Regions from separate parts of the Sus scrofa genome. Here region 1 is linked to region 2. A link is a contact called in public Hi-C data. All regions are on one chromosome and are shown on one strand. Each heading gives the region's core, a stretch centred on a gene start, on an enhancer-like site or on the middle of the called end of the contact. The rest is flanking DNA. Distances are from core to core; before and after follow the strand shown.

Region 1 (5,347 bases), core at 1,026-3,525, 76 kb after region 2:
CACATCTCCCTCGGAGGCGTGGGTGGAGAATGAAGGCCACAGGTCTGGGCCTGGTTCACATTCCACAGCGCCCCGGTGTCATGCAATCCACCCGGCACCTAAGCCCCGGCCGCAGCTCCTTCCTCAGAGGACAAAGTTAGCTGATCAGGAGAACTGCAGTTGCTGCAAGGTGACTCGTCTAATCACCTCTTTGGCGCTGGCATAAGCTGCCTGCTTGAAGTCAGAGAATACAGTCCTTACCCTAAATCATTGCTATTAACCTAAACACCGTGACTGGATAAGGTTTAAAGTAATTCAACTGCCGCCTCGCTTCTGCATCCCTGCTTGTGCATGCGCACCCCTCCCAACCTGCATGTAAGTTTGCCTTTATAAACACGGGCCATTTCATTGTTCAGGGCTTCACACTCCAGCCACTTTTAGGCAGCGTGTGGCTCTGGCCAGTAGTAAAGGCTCCTCATTTGTTTTTTCTTGGTTGGAGTGGCTCTGTTCTTTCACGGCACAAGGTCTCATTTCCAAACCAGTGGCACCAATTTTCCTTAAGTGTAACAGTGCTCAATTTTCAGCAACAATTATATTTATATATATATATATATATTTTTTTTTTTTTTTGTCTTTTTGCTATTTCTTGGGCTGCTCCTGCGGCATATGGAGGTTCCCAGGCTAGGGGTCTAATCGGAGCTGTAGCTGCCAGCCTACACCAGGGCCAGAGCAACGCAGGATCCGAGCGGCGTCTGCAACCTACACCACAGATCATGGCAACGTCACACCAGATCCTTAACTCACTGAGCAAGGCCAGGGATCGAACCCGCAACCTCATGGTTCTTAGTCGGATTCGTTAACCACTGCGCCACGACGGCAACTCCCAACAATTATATTTTTTAAATATGATTTTTTAGAGCATAATATTTTACTCCTATTTATTTTCTCCTTTTTACTCACTCTTTACCAGTTACAATGTTTGAGAATGAAAAGTGAAAGCATTTGTCAAAATTAATGCTGGACAATACCACGCCTGTCCAAGTCTAAAATCTATAAATTAAGATGGTGATCCTACCAAACAAGTTTTGGAATAGATGTAAAATTTCTTCAGGCCCAAGAGCAAGGGTTTTTCACCAGTTCCCTGCTCAGAGTTGTTGAATATGTTAATGTTGGGAAAGAGGAAACAGGGAGAACTGTACCCACTTGGAGAAGCCACCACTAGAAAACAAATCACACAGGTTGATGTCAAATGGAGCCCCACCCCCACCCCCCCAACTGAATGCTGCGAAGAAAATGACAACCAAAAAACACAAGGTGGAGGGGAGCATGGTGAAGGTACCTAGACATTTTTTTTTTAGATCCACACGGCTTTAGCTTATTACGACATTTTACATTATTTTTCAAAGAGGATTTCAAAGCATCCGGGAGACATGCAAATTTTTGGAAAACCCTTCCTGGCAAATTCAGTTTGCAAGGGTCGTTCGGATGTTTGCCAAGGATAACAAAACCGCTTCTCTAGGCTGAGTGTGTTCACGGTGTCAGGTCCTTAGTGCTCTTACTCGGTGTAACCCAGAGGTCTGCGCGCAGAGTCACAAACAAGGGGGCTGTAAGGAAGGGGAGGGGCATTTTCATTGCTCTCGAAAACAACCCGGCTCTAGCTTTTCAGATTTATGAGAACTGTGACTGCATCTTTCACGTGGTATCCTTGCCTTCTTGCCATATTCACAGAATCTCCCCGAGCTTCTAATATTTCAGTTATGGTAAGAACATAAACATAGGTCCTGAGCAGCAATTATGGCACAAAATTGTGTTTTCAAAACCATGGCCCCGGTTTCCCCGTAGTGTGACAGCGCTCGATTTTTAGCAGCATCCTATTCTTAAAGGGTAAGAATGGATTGGAGGTTGGAGTCTTGGTGCGGCCAAATCTGCCCAGCCGGGTCCTTAATTTTCCTTTGATGCCCGCCTCTTCGTGAACCTGCCTTACGACAGCCCAGCCTGGCTCTTGCTGCGGCTCCATCCTTCCGCCAGCAGCGCGGTCTCCGGCTTGGATGCCGGGGGCAGGTCCCCGGCACTCTGGGCTCCGGCTGCCGCCCGAGGAGGGCGATGGTGAGCCGGGGGCGCGCGCAGCGAGCGCCGAGGGCGGCTGGGGGGTCTGCGGCGGGTGCGAGGGCCGAGACGGCCTTCCGCGGCTCTGGAGTGAGCCAGGACCGCAGCGGGTCTCCCATCCCCCTGGCCTCCCCGCGCCCCTCGACGCCCCCACCGCCACCCGGGTAGAGCGGGGCTGGAGCCAAACACCGCCAGGGACCCGGCCGATTGCGCAGCAGCGCCGCGCGCCGGAAATCTCTGAATATTGCATAGATCCTTAATTACCACGGGAGACTTTAGGCCCAACCTTAGCTTCAGCTTTGTAAATGCTCTCGGGATTAGTTTTGTTTGTTGGAAATCCATACCAGTAAAGTGGTGCACTGAGAATATTCCTGATTTGGGGTGTGTGATGGGCAAACAGAAGATGAAAGAATGGCGACTAGAATAATGAAAGCTTGAAAATACCGAGTGTCCTCTGTAAAAAAGCCGGCCTCAGGGGTCGGGGGTAGGGGGCAGGCACCCTCACGGGCTTCTGCGGGGCGCCCTTCAGGGTAAGCGAATCTGGCAAAGGGATCCATGTTCTTTATTTATATGTACATCCAGCTGTTTGGGTCAGAAGAGGCTAGTTGTGCTTCAGGAACAATCCTTAAAATGTCAGTGGCTAAATTAATGAAGTCTTTTCCTTGCTTATGTACATGGTAGGGGGTAGGAGACCCTCTATTCCGTTATCCTCACCAGCCTTCTGGATGGAGGCTGATGCCACGGAGTCTCCACCTGATCACACAGCAACCTGCACACCACTCTCTTTGGCTCTTAAAGCTTCTTGCCTGGAAGTAACTTGTCGCTTATGCTCACATGTCATTGGCCAAAGCAAATCACATGCTCACACCTAGCTTCCAAGGTGAAACCTCACCACTAGCCAAAACATAATAGGAATATTCTAAAGTAGCCCTTAATGGCCATCACATTATCAGTGTCACTGTGCTTAGCTAACTTCTTTTTTTTTGTCTTTTTAGGGCCACACTTGTGGCATATGGAGGAGGTTCCCAGGCCAGGAGTCCAGTCAGAGCTACCGGTGCCGGCCTACACCACAGCCACAGCAACCTCAGATCTGAGCCACATCTGCGACAGCACCACAGCTCATAGTGAGGCCAGGGATCGAACCCATAACACCATGGCTCCTAGTCGAATTTGTTTCCACTGCGCCATGACAGGAACTCCAGCTCACTTCTTTTTTAAATTTATTTTGTTGTTGTGTAGTTGATTTACATCAATTTATTTTGTTGTTTATTTTGGTGATGTGTAGTTGATGTACAATGTTCTGTTCATTTCTACGGTACAGCAAGGTGATTCAGTTATACATATATACGTTCTTTTTCATATTCTCTCTTTTTTTTAATAGATCTTTTTTTCTGTCCGCGCCTGCAGCATGCAGAGGTTCCCAGGCCAGGCATCCAGTCTGCACCGCAGCAGCAACAATACTGGATCCTTAACCCACTAAGCCGCCAGGGAACTACTCATGTTCTTTTCCATTATGATTTATCACAGGACATTGAATATAGTTCTCTGTGCTATAGAGTAAGACCTTGTTTATCCACCCTATGAACAGTTTGCATCTGCTAATCCCAGACTCCCAATCCATCGCTTCCCCCGTCTCCCTCCCCCTTGGCAACCACAAGTCTGTTCTCTATGTCTGCTTCTGTTTCATAGAAAACATATTTGTGTCATATTTGGATTCTGTATATAACTGATATATGATATTTGTCTTTCTGACTTCATTTAGTATGAGAATCTTTAGGTCCATCTGTGTTGCTGCAAATAGCATTATTTATTTATTTTTTTCTTTTTTTTTTTTAGGGCTGCACCTGCAGCATATGGAAGTTCCCAGCCTAGGGGTGGAAGTGGAGCTATAGCTTCCAGCCTACGCCACAGCCACAGCAACGCAGGACCCAAGCTGCATCTGTGACCTATACCACAGCTCACGACAATGCCAGATCCTTAACCCACTGAGCAAGTCCAGGGATCGAACCTACATCCCCATGGATGCCTGTTAGATGCATTAACCGCTGAGCCCCAACAGGAACTCCATTGTAGACTTTTTAGTGACGGCCATTCTGATCAGTATGAGGTGGTACCTCACTGTAGTTTCAACTTGCATTTCTCTAATAACATAGTTTACTTCTTTGTGAAGGCCCCAGCCAAGAAATAAGCCTAGGAGAGGGAAAGAGGCATGATAATTTGGAAGAGACTACATTTGAAATTATTTCTAGGTCCCCATAAGAGAACAGAAGGCACAGCCTGGCAGAAGTTGGCATCAGTGTCCAAGCTGAGCAGAGGTATGAGTCGGCATAGGCACAGAGTATGCACCTGTCTGCCAGGCATACTTTATCTTACACACCTTACCTACCAGCCACCTCAAGCAAAGAGCTTCTAGGGAAAGGTGAGAAAGGAGGGAAAGAGACTTAAGAGAAAGTGTTAATGGTCTCACAATTCTGATACTTTTTTTTTCAAGGACTTGCCTGCTCTCACCCATCTGCTTCCACCACCACCCCCTCATCACCCTCACTCTCTGTGCACACACACCATTGCATAGCTTCAGAACATCAGGAATAAAAATAAAACCTTGAAGCTGCCAGTTAGAAGAGATATACTGCCTCGAAAGGAATGAGAATCAGACTAGCAGAGGGCTTCTAGATTGCAAGTTATTGTTTATGTTTGCTATTTTTGAGTGTCTGTGGTTACTGTTGAGTTGCCTTTTATCTCCAGGTCACAAAATGGATCAATGACTCGAAAGAGGTTCTTCGAAATGCAGAGCAATGATGGCAGCATAAGCTCTCAGAAGAACACGGTAAGCATAATGGATAAATAGTTCTCCAATGTAACTTTAAACTAAGAAGCTGCATATTCTAGGATGAACACATTCCTGGGTGATGATTTTACACATGTAGCCATAAACGAAAATTGTGAGTGTAAGTTCAATGAAAAATACTTGAAAATTTCATTTGTTGGACCAGCAGTCCATTTGTCCATAGTCCTCAATATGTTACCATTAAAATTAAAACTGTGATAAATAGTTGTCTGAAGCCATAAAAAAGGCTCCAGTATCTGCCCCCAAAAGCAACCAATCCAGGAGTTCCCTGGTGGCTCAACAGGGTAAGGATCTGGCATTGTCACTGCTGGGGCTTGGGTTGCTCCTGTGTCTTGGGTTAGATGCCTGGCCCAGGAACTTCTGCATGCCATAGGCATGGCCAAAAAAAAAAAAAAAAATCCAGTTTTTCCAAAA
Region 2 (5,575 bases), core at 1,952-4,451:
GGGCCACGGAAATCGTTTCTAAAATGGTTTCATACCTGTTGGTACAGAGCCACCATTCCCAACCCCTCCGTGCAACGACCCCTCCACGGCTGCCCCAGATTCTCCAGACCTTGTGATGACAAGCAGATCAAAGAGTGAACGAGCCAGGGGGCTCTTGGACTCTGCTGGAAAGCTAGCACCTGTCATGAATACTCAGCGCCTGGTTGTTAAATACTTGCCTGTGGTGACCAGGGAGAGCGGTCCTTCTGGTTTTCTCTTGAGTCAGTGTGGGAAGGGATATTCTCCCAGGCATTTGCCCACTTCACTAAAGGCTATTGTAATAAAGTGATTCATACTTGTCTTCTCCTTTTCTTTTTCTCAATTTTTGTAGACTCTTGAAGCTCTTCATTCTGGATATTAACTAATTGTGTCCTCTCTCTTTTTTCTTGATCAATTTCACCGCAGAGTTCCCAATACAACTACTGTTTTCATAGAAATAATTTTTGCTTTTGCGGATCCTTTTCATGACTTTCTGCTCTTATCTTTACTCTGTTCTCAACTTTGTTCTTTCTGTTTTCTTTGGTTTGCTTTACTGTTCTTTTTCTAGATTTTCTAGCTTCTCAAAATGGGAATTTTTCTCTTTTTCAACATACGCATTGAAGACCACTAACTCCCCTTTAAGCTATGCTTTAGCTATATCCTACAATTTTTAATATGTAATATTCCATTCTAATTCAGTTAAAAATATTTTATAATTTCTATCCTGCTTTCTTCTTTGAGTCATCTGTTATTTAGAAACATACTTCTTAACTTCCAAACATGTGGGGCTTTTGAAGTCATCTTTTTGTTATCAATCTTTGGCTCATATGTGTGTGATCAGGGGATGTATACATGATTTCAGACTTGAGAAATGTCTTGAGATTTACTGTTTTTGTAAATATTTCACATGTCTTAAAAGGGAGAGTATTCTGCAGTTGTCGCCATGGTGGACTGTGAAAGTCCACTCGTCACTTTCTTTAACTATCCTTATTGAAATGATTTCTGCTTGTCCTACTAATTACAAGGGGATGTATTTTTAAATCTCCCATTATAATCATGGATTTGTCTATTTCTGTGCGTAGTTCTCTTTGTCATGTTTCTTATATTTTTAGACTGTGGTATTTGCATACAAATTCGAAGCTGTTCTTTCTCATCAAATGGTCCATTTTTATTATGAAGTGACTTGCTTTATCTCTAGGGATGTTTTTTCTGATACTAAAGAAACTGCGCCAACCTTCTTTTCATTAGCATTTGCATTATATATATATATACATATATATATATACGTATATTTTAAACCATGCATTTACTTTCACTCGTTCTGCTTGGGGACTGTCTCTTGTAAATTGCATGTAGTAGTTTTATCCAGTCTGATTATCTTTGTATTTTAACCACAACATTCTGTCCACTTGCACTTATTGAATTATAACACACTTGACTTTATATCTGTCATTTATTTGTCTCATCTGTCTTGTGTTTGTCTCTCCACTCTTGCTTGCTTTAGGATTTTCTCATTCTGTTTCCCTCCTCTAGTAATTTGGCTAAATATTTTACACGGCATTTCCATTCTTTGTGTTTGCCCTGGTAAGGACACTTTGCTAGGTGTCCAAGTCCATTTAATATCTATTTATCGAACTCAATCTTATCTCATCCAAGTCTATCTGAGATCCATTTTCATTTTTCTCCTGAAGAATGAAACGATCTTGGAACACTTTAATCCATTCAGCCAAGTTATATGTCATTGTTTTGTGTATTTTGATTCTATTTTTATCCAGAAGACATTGTTATCATGACATACTATCCATGTTCCTTATTGTTCTTTATTCCCTATTGCAGCAGACTTTTGTCTGTGATCATCTTCCTCCTGCCTGAAGTTCCTCCGTTGGAATTTCCTTTAGGGAGGGTCTCCTGGTGGCAAGGTCTTGGTTTTCGTATCTATGAATGTTATGATTACACTTTGTTCTAGAAAGATGTTTTCACTGGGTGCTTAAATTTTGAAATAAAATTTCACTGAATTTCGACGATGATGCTTATTTTCTGTCAGGGCTCTGAATATATCATTCTACCACCTTCCCACTGGCTTCCGCTGCTCCTGATAAAAAGTCAGTGTAAACCTATTTCTTTGTTTCCAGACAGAGGCGTTTTTTCCAGACAGAGGGCAACAGGGGGGCCACGGAAGGTTTCTAAGCACTCGGAGCACTCCGTCAGATCTGCACTTCAGAAAGCACCCTCTGGCACTGTGTGGACACGGGCGGCTCGGAGGGGTGGGCAGTGAGAAGGTTGCCCAGAGAACGGACATGGGGTGTGGAGGGGAGGAGATCAGAGAGGCGGGACTTGGGGTCATTGCAGCAGGAGTTGGGAATCAGAGAGGCAAGGATGACTAGGGTTCCGAGCTAGGATGAACGGTGGCGCCGTAGCGGAAACAGAGGGGAGGTGAGGATAAACGGTTCGTTCGGGACCTCCCGATGCATTCATTCCAGAAACAGTCGAACACCTACTTATGTGCCAAAAGCCAAAAGCATGTGACTGGGGACTCGTGGCTGCGTGGCACCAAATTCCGTCCCACTGTGCACCTTAGATCTGTCGCGGCTGCACCCGTCGCCAAGTATTGCCTCGAAGTAGCCGCCGCGTGGGATCCCGAAGCCTCAGCACAAGCACCGGCAGACCCGCTGACCGACAGAAGAATGGACAAGCGGGCGCCCGCTCAGGACTGGCCAAATCACGCCGCTCAGGAGCCGGTATCTAGAAAGACCACCGTGCGGAGAAGCCCCAACGCATTGGGAAACCTTGGCCGTCCCCGCCCTCCTGCCCCCCAAGGGTCCGTTTCGCGACCCCGCCTGTCGTTTGTGCGAGGTGGGGCACATGGTCTCCCCGCTCTGCCGGTGTCCTCATCTGCCCAACCCGGGCCATGCCGTTTCCGGCCCCTCAGAGTCACCGGGAGGATTTTAGGAAATGCGTCCGGGTAGTAAGAGCTCGGAGCCGAGCAGCGACTGCACCAAATAAGTCCCGCGAGCCCGCAGCTCCAGCGAGCGGCGCGGAGCCCGCAGGTCGGGCGGGGCGGAGCTCCAGTGGGGGCGGGGCGGGGCGGAGCCAGGAAGGAGGGAGGGAGGGAGGGGCGTGACCTGCCCAGCGCGAGCCGAGCCCCCGCCCCGCCCCCGCCCCCGCCCCGCGCGCTCGCTCGCTCGCTCGCGCGCGCCGAGGAAAACGTTGCGCAGGTTCAAAAATGGAACGTCGGCGGCGTGAGGGAGCGCGAGGGGGTGTGCGCGCGTGCGCGTGCGCGTGCGCGCCCGGGCGAGGGTGACGGGGTCCCCGCTGGCCCGAGCATCGCGCGCCGCAGACGCGGCCCCGCAGCTCCGCCCCCGGCCCGGCCCGGCCAGGCCCCGGGCCCGCTCGCCCGCCGCCCCACATGGAGCTGTCAGCCATCGGCGAGCAGGTGTTCGCCGTAGAGAGCATCCGGAAGAAGCGCGTGCGGAAGGTGAGGCTGCCCGGGGGCGGCTCCCAGGACCCCTGTGGGGTCCCCTCTTGTCCTCAGCACTGTCACCTTCAAGCTGGAGGCGACGGCGAAAGTGGGGCAGGGGTGCCCAGGCAGCTCCGCACTGCCGGGCTCCCATCCCCAACCCGTGCCTCAGTTTCCCCCGCTACCTTGTAGGGCTAGTAGTATAAAAGTTGTCACCCCAGGATGCTGGGGGCAGATAAGCTCGCCAGAGCTAGAAATTAGGATCAGACCGTAGGGATCCTGAATGTCATCCTTTCTCATCCTCCCCTCATTCTAAATATAGGGAAACTGAGGCCCAAATGAAGAAACGGCTTGCCTAGTGTGTTCGACGCAGATCGGGGTCTCGAACTCAGGACTCTGGACTCTTGGTGCCAAGTCCTTTGAAGTTGGAGGCGGAGCTTTGGAAAAAGCCGTCTCTTAGTCTCTGAAGTCTAACTGCTGGACTTCGACCTTTTCCGATTCCTTCCACACCCTCACCTCCGAGTCTCTCCCCTCTGCCAGTGCACGCCCCCGTCTTCCCCTCCCCAACTCGCAGCCCCGCCCGGCCAGGCCAGCCGGGCTCCGAGAAGCTGCCTACAGCGCTGGGGCATCCACGAAGCTCCTCCCCCTTCGCCTTCGCCTCCAAAACATACACCCTGCAATTTAAGGAGGCATCTCTTCCGCTGGGTTTGGTCCCTGTGCCTCAGGGCTGGACTTTGGCCGTGCACACGTTTGCAAAGTGATCCGGCCCCAGACTGGAGGCTGGGGACGAAGTGTTTGAGGAAAGTTCCTGTCCCCAGCACGCACCACCATCCTTTTGCCTTATCTCCTCTCCGCAGCCCCTTGGGAAATTCTAGCGGCAGGATAGGAAGAGGTCTTAAAGAGTTCATCTCCTTGTATTTGACCAAGGCACAGACTGAGGCCCGGGCTGGGGAAGTAGCCTGGTCAAGGTCACACAGCAAGTTAGAGATAAAAGTAGAGCCAGGAGCTCCAATTGGCTGATTGCCAACTCATCTTTGGAGAGAAAAAATCCAGTCCTGGCATCTTGGGCTAAGAGTGGCAGTCAAGGTGGGCCGTGACATTCTATTCTTGCCCCAACTGCAACGAGGCGGAGTTCTGTCTTCAAGTCCGGGCTGCCTCTCCTTCTCCCTTCCTCCAGAGTTTCCTCAATTTTAATCTGTTCCACAAAGCTCAGTGCTTTCCACGCAGTGAGGCCAGAGCAGGTACGGCAATTACCTGCTTACTTCTCCACGGCCCCTGGGGGTAATGCCATAGAGTGAGGAGCCTCATGCTTTAAGCCATTCATTCAAAATATATTCATTGAGGATCTGTTGTGTACCAGGCACCATTCTAAGCCCCGAGGAGAGCGCTCCTTCCCTGGAGGAGCTGGCAATCTGGCAGACAAGACACACAATGAAAGAGGAAATAAATATAGATGCTGTCCAACCCGGCTGTGTGCCACACAGAAAGAGAACTGTACGGTGAGAGGGAAGGTATTATGGTATTAGGAGGTGACCTGTCTTGGACCTAACATTCCGTGGTGGAGGGGCCGTCACCCATCGGTTGGGGTCAGACTTTTTTTTCTTTTTGCCATTTCTTGGGCTGCTTCCGCGGCATATGGAGGTTCCCGGGCTAGGGGTCTAATCAGAGCTGTAGCCGCCAGCCTACGCCAGAGCCACAGCAACGCGGGATCCGAGCCGCGTCTGCAGCCTACACCACAGCTCACGGCAACGCCGGATCGTTAACCCACTGAGCAAGGGCAGGGATTAAACCTGCAACCTCATGGTTCCTAGTCGGATTCGTTAACCACTGCGCCACGACGGGAACTCGTGGGGTCAGACTTTTAAAGGCCCCTGTCATCTATGAGAATGGGAGAAGCCTGGCTCTATTTTCATCTCTGGAGAGGTGATCACTCTTTCTCAAGGACTTTTTCAGCCTTCTCTGGGGGTTTTGCCTGAGTCTCTAGAGTTGAGAGTGAATTGAGCATCTTGGAGCACTGGACTGTCACCTCTGGGTCAGAGGCAGCCTCTCATTGGGATGGGGCTGACGGGGCTAGAGCCATGTGGGGCACCCCAGGGAGGA

The links. Hi-C and Micro-C count contacts between places; a contact is called where the count stands out from the background.
Region 1: a contact with region 2 is called in a Hi-C map of liver, with 4 times the contacts expected there. The contact joins the enhancer-like site here to the promoter of CBX7 in region 2. A contact is called at or near these places in 7 of 47 Hi-C or Micro-C datasets (blood, embryonic fibroblasts, fetal heart ventricle and 4 more) and 1 of 2 datasets of contacts at active chromatin or transcription factors (alveolar macrophages).

Annotation. Positions count from the first base shown.
Region 1 is chr5:9,143,601-9,148,947 of Sscrofa11.1, forward strand. LOC110260644 (a long non-coding RNA gene) reads left to right here. Exons shown (of 3, transcript XR_002343893.1): 2 at 4,831-4,912. Among named protein-coding and RNA genes, the nearest start is that of APOBEC3B, 30 kb to the left of the region's middle. Within about 2 kb of position 2,276, at least 45 of the 83 cell types and tissues checked have an H3K27ac peak or open chromatin away from gene starts, as enhancers often do. A contact at or near this core is called in alveolar macrophages, embryonic fibroblasts and liver, where this site is marked.
Region 2 is chr5:9,067,111-9,072,685 of Sscrofa11.1, forward strand. It overlaps CBX7 (chromobox protein homolog 7), which reads left to right and starts at 3,202. Exons shown (of 6, transcript XM_013997510.2): 1 at 3,202-3,493. The coding sequence starts at 3,425.